3 separate regions of the Gossypium hirsutum genome follow, and all the other regions are linked to region 1. The links are chromatin contacts, called in public Hi-C maps. All regions are on one chromosome and are shown on one strand. Each heading gives the region's core, a stretch centred on a gene start, on an enhancer-like site or on the middle of the called end of the contact. The rest is flanking DNA. Distances are from core to core; before and after follow the strand shown.

Region 1 (3,528 bases), core at 559-3,058:
TTCTCCCCATATAGTTTTTTTTTATAGAAATTCATTGCCTCCGACTTAATGGCCTTCAGGTTGAAAATCCATCCACCAAAAGAATTGTGGTTATGTGATTATTTTTCCTCCATTGTAAGGTATGAGTATGAAAAAAACTTAGTATTGCGATCTCCCAAGTTTAACCTGTCACATCTTGTATTTTGTTTCCAAAGGATTTCTTCATGATGCAACACATTCTCCAATTCCTGCCTGGCCTCCATTTCTAATTGAGCTAACCAATTTGAGCTAGAAAATTCTATACATCACTGAATATCAGTTAATTGGTGAAGCAGCTTCCTCTTACAAGTCGTGATGTGACTATAAACTAATTTATTCCACTCCTTTAAACACTCAGTAAATTTTTCTATTACTTCTGACACGGTCTCACTAAAACGTCAATTGTCATTCACAAAATCCCCAAACTCACGGTGCTTGACCAATCCTACCAAAAACCGAAAAGGCCTTCCTCTAGGTAAAGAAATCTCCAGATTAAGGCTGAGAAAAAATGCTCTATGGTCTGACTTAGTTTTGGGAAGATGGGTAATCAAGCTATTTCGAAAAATTTTTATCCATGCTTCATTCTTTAGTGTGTAATCCAATCTCTCAAAAAGCCTACCTCTGTGCCCTGTAAAGGGGAGCATCTCCTACCTGCTAAAAAACTACCAATTTTTTCATTAGGTGTCAAGATTACATTGAAATCACCAATAGCCATTCATGAAATTTGCCCCACGGGAATTGATAAGCTAAGATCCTCTCATACGTCCTTACGCTTTTGACGATTTAAGCTTCCATACACAAAAGAAATAAAAATCGATACTGAAGAAGAAATTGACCAAACCCAGGCGAGATTAAATTGAAGGTGATTGTGAACCACCTCAACCCGAACTGAATTTTTCCAACCAATCCAAATACCCCTAGAGTATCCTATTGCCCCCACGGATGTAAGTATCGAGCCCCAACTGTGCTATAATTTTATCTACTTTGGTCCCACTTACTTTGGGTTCAAGCAAACTAATAATATCCGATTTATATTCCATATTATAATCTGGAACTAGCACAACCCTGACAATTCCAAGAAAAAATTGAGAAATTCATGAAAAATAAAATGAAAATTAGTGACATACCATTACTGAGAATCAGCAACACCAACTAAATTGGAAGCTACTTTATCTTGCGCTCCATTTCCTGTTTCATTCACCATTTGGGACAAAATAAAAATCACCACTGCCTCCATAGATTCAACTAGAGGAATACGAGAATTCCCAGTAGATTTCCCCTTAATGATTTATTTAATTTCCAACCTCCTTGACCAATACCAAACTTGCCACTATTTTTTCTATTTTTATTTCCTAAACTACCCGCTCCTAAGGCATCAAAGTTAATGTACTTCAGCAAGTTCATGGAAATTTGGGTGCGAATTTTCCTTAAAAACTACAACAGTGTGCTTATCAGGATCTAAAACGCCATCGGACAATTGGACCCCAACACCCACAGGACCTTCGAAGGTTGGATTGAAGTGTGCTTTAACTCCATCAAATTCATTAGCCTGCACGGATGGCTCCAGTCCCGACGCATTTGCACCTACAGCAAATAAAGCAGAAATTTTTTCGAAACGAACAAAATTAAAACAAGAGTTGGATTGAACTTGGTTGTGATCATCTTGGGTTGATACATAAGGAAGCTGCCCATCACTTTCAGGCCCTGATTTTGCAGCTGGAGTGGCCTGCTTCCCCAAAGGCCCTTTATTTGGACTGCTTCCAGGTTCATTAAACTTAAGTGAGCCCTTCATAGTCCTGACAGCCCAACTGGCTTAATAGCAGCCCTCCATCACTAGCGCCCTTGGACGCTGAAACAATTTTATTAACTTGGGCCTGGTCAACTTTATTTGAAAAGCTTTGGACCACCTTTATTGGAATTTACTTCTAGATTTTCTTTTTCTAATCCTTGCAATAATTTAATTATAGGGTTTTTATCTTTTCGCAAAGAATCTGTAAATCCCTCTTTTCCCGCAACGTTCATTCCATTTTCTTTCTCTAAATTATTCAAAGCTTGAAAGCGAGATCCCAAAACTTTCTTTATAGTGTTGTTCTTTCCAAAATTTTGTGGGTCCTTAGATGGTTTCTTCATTTTGCGCACCACCAGCATCCAAGGTCCAAAAGGGTCAGTTTCCACCGCCGGTTCAGTTTCTGGAATTCCATTTTCTGGCGTCGTGTTTTTCCTGGCCGAATATTCCAGAATCTCTTTCACTTGCCCACGGTTCTCTTTGAAATGTCCATAACGACAGCAAGAGAAAAAAACAACCGGTAAAGATTCGTACTGAATCCGCTGAACTTTTCCGTTAATCAAAACCATTGAAATCAAGAGTTTTTCCAGGTTAATATAGATCGCCATGCTAGCATATCTGCCCCTTGCTTTACCATCCGTGTTAAAGTCCAATTTTGCAACTTTTCTAACCATACCACCTATTTTCCACAGGATTTTCTTCATATACATATGGCCTGTAAGTCCCGGGAGTCTGAGCCAGGTCATAACCACACTCGAATAGGGTTTAATGGGATCGAAATCCGTTGTCCATAGTTGTACCATTAAATATTGCCCAATAATAGTCCATGGCCCTTGAGATAATACCTTTTCATAGTCTACTAGATTTTGAAATTTCACCAGAAAATACCCATTTTGAAGCGCATGGACAGTTTCTAGATACCATAGATCCGATTTTGAAGCGCCGCGAATCCAATATTTCTCCCCGGTAGTTTAAGCACCACCGAGGTAGCCATGTTCTTGACTAAGATTTCGTTAACCCTGTCCGAGAACTCGATCGATGGAATACCATTAACTGATGATCTTTTGATATCACCGTCTAAAAGAACAAAGTCATCATCCGTTCCTGAAAAAAGCCCCTCATTTCTCTCCTTGTTGGTCATGAGTTCCCTTTCCTAGAAGCATCTCTTTCCAAGAGAGTCGGTGTTAGGTTAACACCATCCACCATTTCTGAGTCCAAATCTGAATTCTGATCCTTGAACCGTACCTTCTTAGTGTTTCGATCACCGACAGAAACTGAAGCACCATCAGCAAGATCACGGAGAGAATTTGTCATTGTTTTTTTTTTAATTTAATGATTTTAATAATTATTCAAAAGGTTATTTTTTAAATTCTTATTTAAATAAAATACGATATAAAATAAAATAAAAGTAAAATTCAGAACTGACTTCTTTTATTTTATTTTAGAATAATATTTTTTAAATTTTATTAAACTCTATATATTTTATATTGATTACGATAAGGTGTTTCAATTCTACTAGAATACGGCTTTACAAGCCTATAAATAGATAAAGTCTATTCCTCTTGTATTGATTCAAATTTTTAACATAGTGAATTTTCTTCTCCTCTGCCCGTGGTTTTTTCCCGAAAGGGTTTCCACGTAAAATTTGTGTGTTCTTTATTTTATTTTTTATTTTATTTTATTTTTCACAAATTGGTATCAGAGCTTTCGAAATGTTCATCTCA
Region 2 (3,528 bases), core at 296-2,795, 250 kb after region 1:
CTAAAAGATAGATCTTAAAACTCTATGCAGATATCTAAGCCCATAAATGCCTAGATACCATCCAAAAATGCATCACAAATTGACTAATCTTTTTAGCTTGAAAATTGACAGCTTGATTGAATTTACTTCAATAAATTTCACTCATTCTGTGCATGTATCATTCCTTGTTTTCTCGAAAAGATTCATCCTCGCATTTTGTCTTTGATCGAATCTTGGTTTGATTTGCTTGACCTTTGACCTTATTGTTGGGCTTTGAGGTAGTGTAAGTCCATCACATCCATGAGTCTGAAATTGGGCCTTAAGACTTTCATCGTATAATCAATATTATCATTTGCACATGTTAAATTATTTGAATTTACTTATTAACTAACTTCTTACTATATTCAAATTCAACAAATCTACATTGCTTTTAGGATTATAATTAATTTATACACTAAACTCATGCATCACAGGTAAGAAGACTAATATTATATATTATAAGGTTTATCTAAAATAGAAATAAACAAACATGTTCACATTATAGTTTTTTTAACAAATGGACACTCCCTCGTTTAAGGCACTTATTTTCAATTTGGATAAATTTCTTTTTTACATATTGTCTTTTAAATTAGGGTTTGTTTGATAGAACATTGAAAATAATAAGTAGATAAGAGTTACTTATCACTTAATGGAGGATATTTTCAATCAATTCAATTTTATTTTATTTTATTTATTTTATTATTATATTATCCAATAAAAATTTTATGTCTAAAATTTGATTTTTATTTAAAATAAAGTGAAATATTTAAAAATTAAGGATAAAATGTAAAATATTTTTAATTTAAAATTTATGTTTATCAAACAATTTTATAACTTAAATTTAGTACTTAAATTTTTCAAAACTTATTTTTCTGCATTTAATTTTTTAATTTATCAAATAGTAACTTACATTAAATTAATTTAAACATTACTTAATTATTGAACGTATATTACAATTCATAGGACTCTTTTTTTAAATTAATGTTTTATAATAAAATCCTTTTTATTACTAGTCATTATTTATTTTTTCATGAATTAATTTATCTGTTAGTACAAAATTTTATAATAAAATATTGAAATATCTTTTTTTTATTAATTATTTTAATATAATATTTCAAATCTAAATTTTTCAATTTATTTTAACAATTAATATCTTTATTTATTATAATATTTTAATATTATATTTCGAGACTTCAAAATAAAACAATAAATATATAGTTAATATATTATTAATATGTATTATCAATTTTAAATTTTTTAAAAACCAATTAAATAGACAAGCACAAATGATATTATTATGATACGGACATACAAAGTAGTATTAAACCTAAAAGAAAATATGAAGTAGAATTGAGATACTTACAAATTTGTGGCTTTGTGCATAGTGGATGAAATGAAAGAAAGGCCCAATTCTGGTTATAAATTGAGTCTCCAAGTTATCATCTGTGTTCAGGACTTGGCCCAAGCTTAGGTCAGGTTGATCCAACTTCAACACAACCAAGAAATATGGAGTACTTCGGAGACCCCTTCTCAAAACCCCGCCAATTCCTTTCCCGCCATCAGAAAAAGGCCCTTTATTTTAGGTTTTGTGTTTTTGTTTTTCTACAGAATAAGAATAGGTTTTTGGTTTGTGTTCTCTGAAGCTGAAAAGTAGCAATTTTCTTTCTCTTTTTTTCCCCCGTTTTTGGGCTTTTTGGTAAGTTGTCTCGAAAATGGATGAAAATTTTGATGAACAAAACAAGCTTCCAGAGCTCAAACTAGGTACCCACTCACTCCTTTTTCTGTTAGAAACTTATTTTTATGCTTTTAATTTTCTTTTGATAATTTTTTTCCAGGAATTTATGGTTGATAATACTTTTCTCCTTTTTTGGTTTTGTTTTTTTTGGGTTACTGTTAACAGACGCTAAGCAGGCTCAAGGGTTTCTCTCATTTTTCAAAACTCTACCGAATGTAAGCCCCCTTTCTTTTTCTATCTATTGGGATTTATATTACTAATTATGGTTTTTTTTTCCTTTAATGTTTATTTACTTATATAATGAAACCGAACAGGAACAGGTAAAATGGGGGAGAAAATGCCATATCAATACTTAATATGGTTTGAAAAAAAATGATTTAATTTGAACTATATTTCGTTTCCCTGATCATTTGGTCTCTTCCTTTACAGGATCCAAGGGCTGTTCGGTTTTTTGATCGCCGGGTTAGTTCAGGCTTATAGTCTTTACCACTGTGGGTTGTAAAATTTTATTTTGTCTTTACTTCAATTATGATTATTGGTTAAATAATTTGCTTTGAGAACTGGGTGTTTTTTTTTCACCTATAATTAAGAAATGCCAGTTGGGTTGTCTTTGAAATTAAATATTTTTATTTCTTAATATATAAAAAAGGAAATGGAAATATGGTCTGCATATAACTGTTCTTCAGGAAATTGCTATATACATATACGTGTGTTATCTGAAGTTCAGGGGAAAATGGTTAAATTTTTTAAAGGATCAGACGGTTTTGGAAATATTTTTCTAATCCATTTATTCATGCTAAAGTATATTGCCATTTTTGCAATGCCCTATGCCTAATTACCCATTTTCTTATATGTACTTTTCCCTTTCTACTTGTCAACCATTTCAACCTTCATCTCTGTCAGAATTTGTAAATGTGCAATGCTGCCTGTAAAAATACACAAGCGGACATGAAGACATTCTTATATTACACACATATATATAAATGCATATGTATATATTAGGTGTCTAAAACTTGTACAAACTGATTTTGTTCTATAATGCTAGTTTTATTTTCCTTTTCATTGTAAGCACCACATTTCCAAACTATTGTTTTCTGAATATACAGGATTATTATACTGCTCATGGTGAAAATGCAACCTTTATCGCTAAAACATATTATCGTACTACTACTGCTCTCCGGAAACTCGGTAGTGGCTCGAATGGTCTTTCAAGTGTAAGTGTTAATAAAAACATGTTTGAAACAATCACCCGTGATCTTCTCCTGGAGAGAACAGACCACACTCTGGAGCTCTATGAAGGTAGTGGCTCCAATTGGAGGTTGGTGAAAAGTGCCAGTCCTGGGAATCTGAGCAGTTTTGAAGATGTTCTCTTTGCCAACAATGAGATGCAGGATACACCTGTTGTTGTCGCACTGCTTCCTAACTTCCGTGAAAATGGTTGCACTGTTGGATTTAGTTATGTTGATTTAACAAAGAGAATACTTGGTTTGGCTGAGTTTCTTGATGATAGTCACTTTACTAATGTGGAGTCAGCTTTGGTTGCTCTTGGTTGTAAGGAGTGCCTTTTGCCCTTGGAGAGTGGAAAATCCAGTGAATGTAGAACTCTGAGTGATGCTTTGACCAGATGTGGTGTTATGGTAACTGAGAGAAAGAAAACTGAATTTAAAGCAAGGGATCTGGTGCAGGATCTTGGTAGGCTAGTCAAAGGCTCCATTGAACCAGTTCGAGACTTGGTTTCTGGGTTTGAATTTGCACCAGCTGCTTTAGGAGCCTTA
Region 3 (3,528 bases), core at 592-3,091, 150 kb after region 1:
ATTTGACTTTTACTTTAAACTTTTATGGGTTTGAGTTATAGGTGTGTCTAGATGAAGAATTTTTAAGAGAGATTTCATTTAGATTAAGGTTTTCAAAATTATAAAAATGAATTTACTTGTTTGGGTAAATACAATGGAGAATTTCAAATTTTGTAAGTACCTTAAGAGGGAATTTTAACAACTCAAATTCCTTTTCCAAATTCCACCAAAATTTGTGGTTTTTTAAAAAATCCTCATAATTTTGTTTGATTTAATAGAAATGGTCCCGTCCTACCGTCAAATGTAGTAGTTAGTTCAAGTTAACTCTGCACTTAAAAGAGCTTGTTTTCAAGTCAATTTAGGATTTTATATTTCGTTTTCAATAATTAGGCATAAGAACACACACCCAAAACGCCTAAAAAAAACATCCCTTTGGAGTAGCTGCACGTTTTCCCCACCACGAGCTTCGATCTTTTACATTCCTAACCTCTAATTCACCTCAATAAGTGTTCTTCTTTCTTTTATTTTCAGTTTTCATTTTTCATTTTTTTCCATTCGACATCGATCAGGAACAGAGGCTAGTAGACAACAACTTGAGGCATCATGTTCTAAACTTGTTCTTTTTCATTTTTATCATTTGGGTTAGTTGTTATTTTACTTCAATTTGAAAATGACACCAAGAAAACAATGATGTTCCACTCAAGAATCGAGTAACCCCGAGGCCAATCACTTCCATAATATAGAAGTTGAGTAGTTCTTCCTTCAGATGAGTGGATAGTTGTTCATACAAGAGAATGGGTTTGATCCCACTATATCTGCTTGCGACAAGATTTGGAATCTCGTTTGAGCCCATTGTTGGAATTATTTTTTCTCAACTCCAACCGAACTGGCGATTAATACTATTATATACAAATATTATGCCTCCTTAAAATATAAGGAGAATCGGAAGCAAAGGGGTGAGACAATCACCAGCATGACTGTCCAGGGTAAAGAGGTGTTGAGTACACCTCAAGATATTTGTTGATTTTACAACGCCCCATATTATACCCGCGATTTTTTAGAGACCTTAGACTATTCATGTTTGAGGATTTTGACATGGAGGGTATTATCGACTACTTGATGGAGGGCCATGGTGAGTGGACTCACCAAGCCAACTCTGAGCTACCATTGAAATTTAACACAGCCATCATGTTCTCGATGGCCAAGATGTGGATGCAGCTTATTTGCACCCGCCTCGTGCCGACCCATAATGCCTACCGAGCGGTCATGCTTTACTTCATCTTGCATAGAGAAGGAATTTGCGTAGGCCACTGGATATATGAGGCGATGCTCAAGTGCATATGACATCGAAAACAAAGTATGTACTTCCGCATCCAATTACCGCCTTACATCACCGAGTCGATGTCCCCATGTCATCGATCGAGCCGTTCACGAGACCCACTTGAAGTGTGATTGGGAATAACTTGTACGGCCAGGTCATCGAGCTCCAACGTAAACAAAATTGGGAGAAGGAGCTGTGAACTAAACATGGGAACGACACTCAGGGGCTGAAAAAGAGGAATGGGAAAGCACATACATCGAGGATGACAGGCCTCATAGATATACCGATATCAGAGTGGAAGACCCGTTGGATGCAGGACATGAAAGACATTCTGGTCTGCATCGCAAAATATAATTGGTGGCCCACACCAACGCTACTCTCTGACATGTTCGAGAGGTTCCCACCGCCAAGCAAGGAGGGTGTCGGTGATGATGATGAGGATGATAAGGAGGAGGAGACCCCAATCGCTACACCAGACTATGAGCAAATATCTCACCCAGATCGCTCATCAACGAAGGGTGTGGTGATCCATGACCTGAGCCAGCACAGCTCAGCCCAGACTTCAGGAATGAGGGCTACAAAAACGTTGGTGAGGCATGATAGGGGCAAGGCCCAAATGATCAAGGAGTTGGAATCCGAGTCCGACTGATTTTGAACATTTGTATATATTTTGATTTGTGTACTGTATTTTTATTAGGGATGATTTTTAATTTTTGCATTAGTTTTAATTAGTTAGAATTTAGCAGTTTCTATATATGTTTGTGTGCTATTAATTTTTCTTTGCATCAACCCTATAATTTTTTATGGCACAAAAATTATAAGCTAAAACAAAAAGGAGGGGTAGTCTCAATTTTGCACATATCATGCTAATCGGGTAACCTTTTTTTCTTTGATATTTTTTATTGCATGTTAGGGACAATGTGCCGAATAAAGTGTGAGGGTGACTTAGGAAAATTTTAAAATGTTTTTTTTCTTTTTAGTTATATTATTTTCTTGGTTTTTAGTTTTTAATTGCATATTTGTGCAGCTTGTAGAAATACTTAGGTTGTTTGTTTAAATTGTAAAATTAGCTTGAAATTAAATGATTTAGGTTGTCTATATTAGACTAATTAGTTCAGTTCATTAGACTGTAAATAGGTAAAAGAGATTAAATATACCAAGTGATAAAGGTAGACACTAGTAGGAAATTATATTTATAGAAGTATAGGATGTTCAAATTAAAAAGAAAATATTCGACAAAATCCATGGTTATTGGAACAGTGCAGTATGACTTGTATAAATTTTATAAAAAGTGCCCGAGAAAAATCTTTATAGTATTGACACAAATAAAAAAAATTATCATAAGGGATATCGAGAAAATATTACTACATTAAAATTCAAAGCATAGATAAAAATAAATCGACCAGGAAAAAAATTCAAACTGACTATACTCTGCAAAAATAAATATTATATTCGTATATACATTTTGATGGATAAATATATTTAATTTTCTTTAACTTGTTTACTTTTTAATTTATTAAACTAATCTATTTAACTGTAAATAACTGTAAATTTTTTAAATAATTAGCTAGAATTATATATTTAGACAAATCGTCCTAGTGTCGATGCTCTGACCTAATCTTGTGTATCAAGCCGACTCAAGCATATTTCTTTTCCTTTTCATGTTTATTTCTTGTTTTCAATTTTAGTTTATTCTCATTTTTTTTGGTAGTAGGACAAGCAAAAACTTAAGTGTGGGGTATTTGACCTGGCGTCAAATGTAGTTGTCAACTCAGGTCAATTCCGCACCTAAGGAGCTTGTTTTCCAAGAAATTTAGAATTTTAAATTTCATTTTCAGTAATTAGGCCTTAAGATTAAAAGTTAATAAAAATAAGTGTTTTTAACACATTTTGCAAGTGTTGTGACCTAATAAGTCGACACGGGTCTTAGGTTGAGTTAATTGGTTCAATTGAGTGTGTGGAATGAAGATATAAAGGCCCAATTGACATAAAAGAAAGGCTCAAGTGAGACATAAGTTTCCCGAGACGTCAAAGAATAGAATCAATGACACAAGGCAGTATTTGGGTGTTGTGTCATGTCACACAAGGGGTGTGGTGCAATACAAGACTGACGTGCTTCCCAAACTTATCGGGGTTATTTTCGTTCATGCAAACAAACTTATTCGAAGACCTAGGATGTGCTGAAGACATAATTTGTAACACCCATAACCCGTATCGTCGCCGAAATG

What was found. Hi-C and Micro-C count contacts between places; a contact is called where the count stands out from the background.
Region 2: a Hi-C map of hypocotyl shows a contact between it and region 1, with 4 times the contacts expected there. The contact joins the promoter of LOC107888755 here to the enhancer-like site in region 1. A contact is called at or near these places in 13 of 34 Hi-C or Micro-C datasets (anther, callus, hypocotyl and 3 more).
Region 3: a contact with region 1 is called in a Hi-C map of leaf, with 1.9 times the contacts expected there. The contact joins two enhancer-like sites. A contact is called at or near these places in 2 of 34 Hi-C or Micro-C datasets (callus and leaf).

Annotation. Positions count from the first base shown.
Region 1 is chrA09:42,150,286-42,153,813 of Gossypium_hirsutum_v2.1, reverse strand. No RefSeq gene overlaps it. Among protein-coding and RNA genes, the nearest start is that of LOC107889947, 7.0 kb to the right of the region's middle. Within about 2 kb of position 1,808, at least 7 of the 9 cell types and tissues checked have an H3K27ac peak or open chromatin away from gene starts, as enhancers often do. A contact at or near this core is called in hypocotyl and leaf, where this site is marked.
Region 2 is chrA09:41,896,365-41,899,892 of Gossypium_hirsutum_v2.1, reverse strand. LOC107888755 (DNA mismatch repair protein MSH2) reads left to right here and starts at 1,545. Exons shown (of 13, transcript XM_016812949.2): 1 at 1,545-1,779; 2 at 1,919-1,968; 3 at 2,183-2,215; 4 at 2,860-3,528. The coding sequence starts at 1,731.
Region 3 is chrA09:41,998,109-42,001,636 of Gossypium_hirsutum_v2.1, reverse strand. No RefSeq gene overlaps it. Among protein-coding and RNA genes, the nearest start is that of LOC107888757, 31 kb to the left of the region's middle. Within about 2 kb of position 1,841, at least 5 of the 9 cell types and tissues checked have an H3K27ac peak or open chromatin away from gene starts, as enhancers often do. A contact at or near this core is called in leaf, where this site is marked.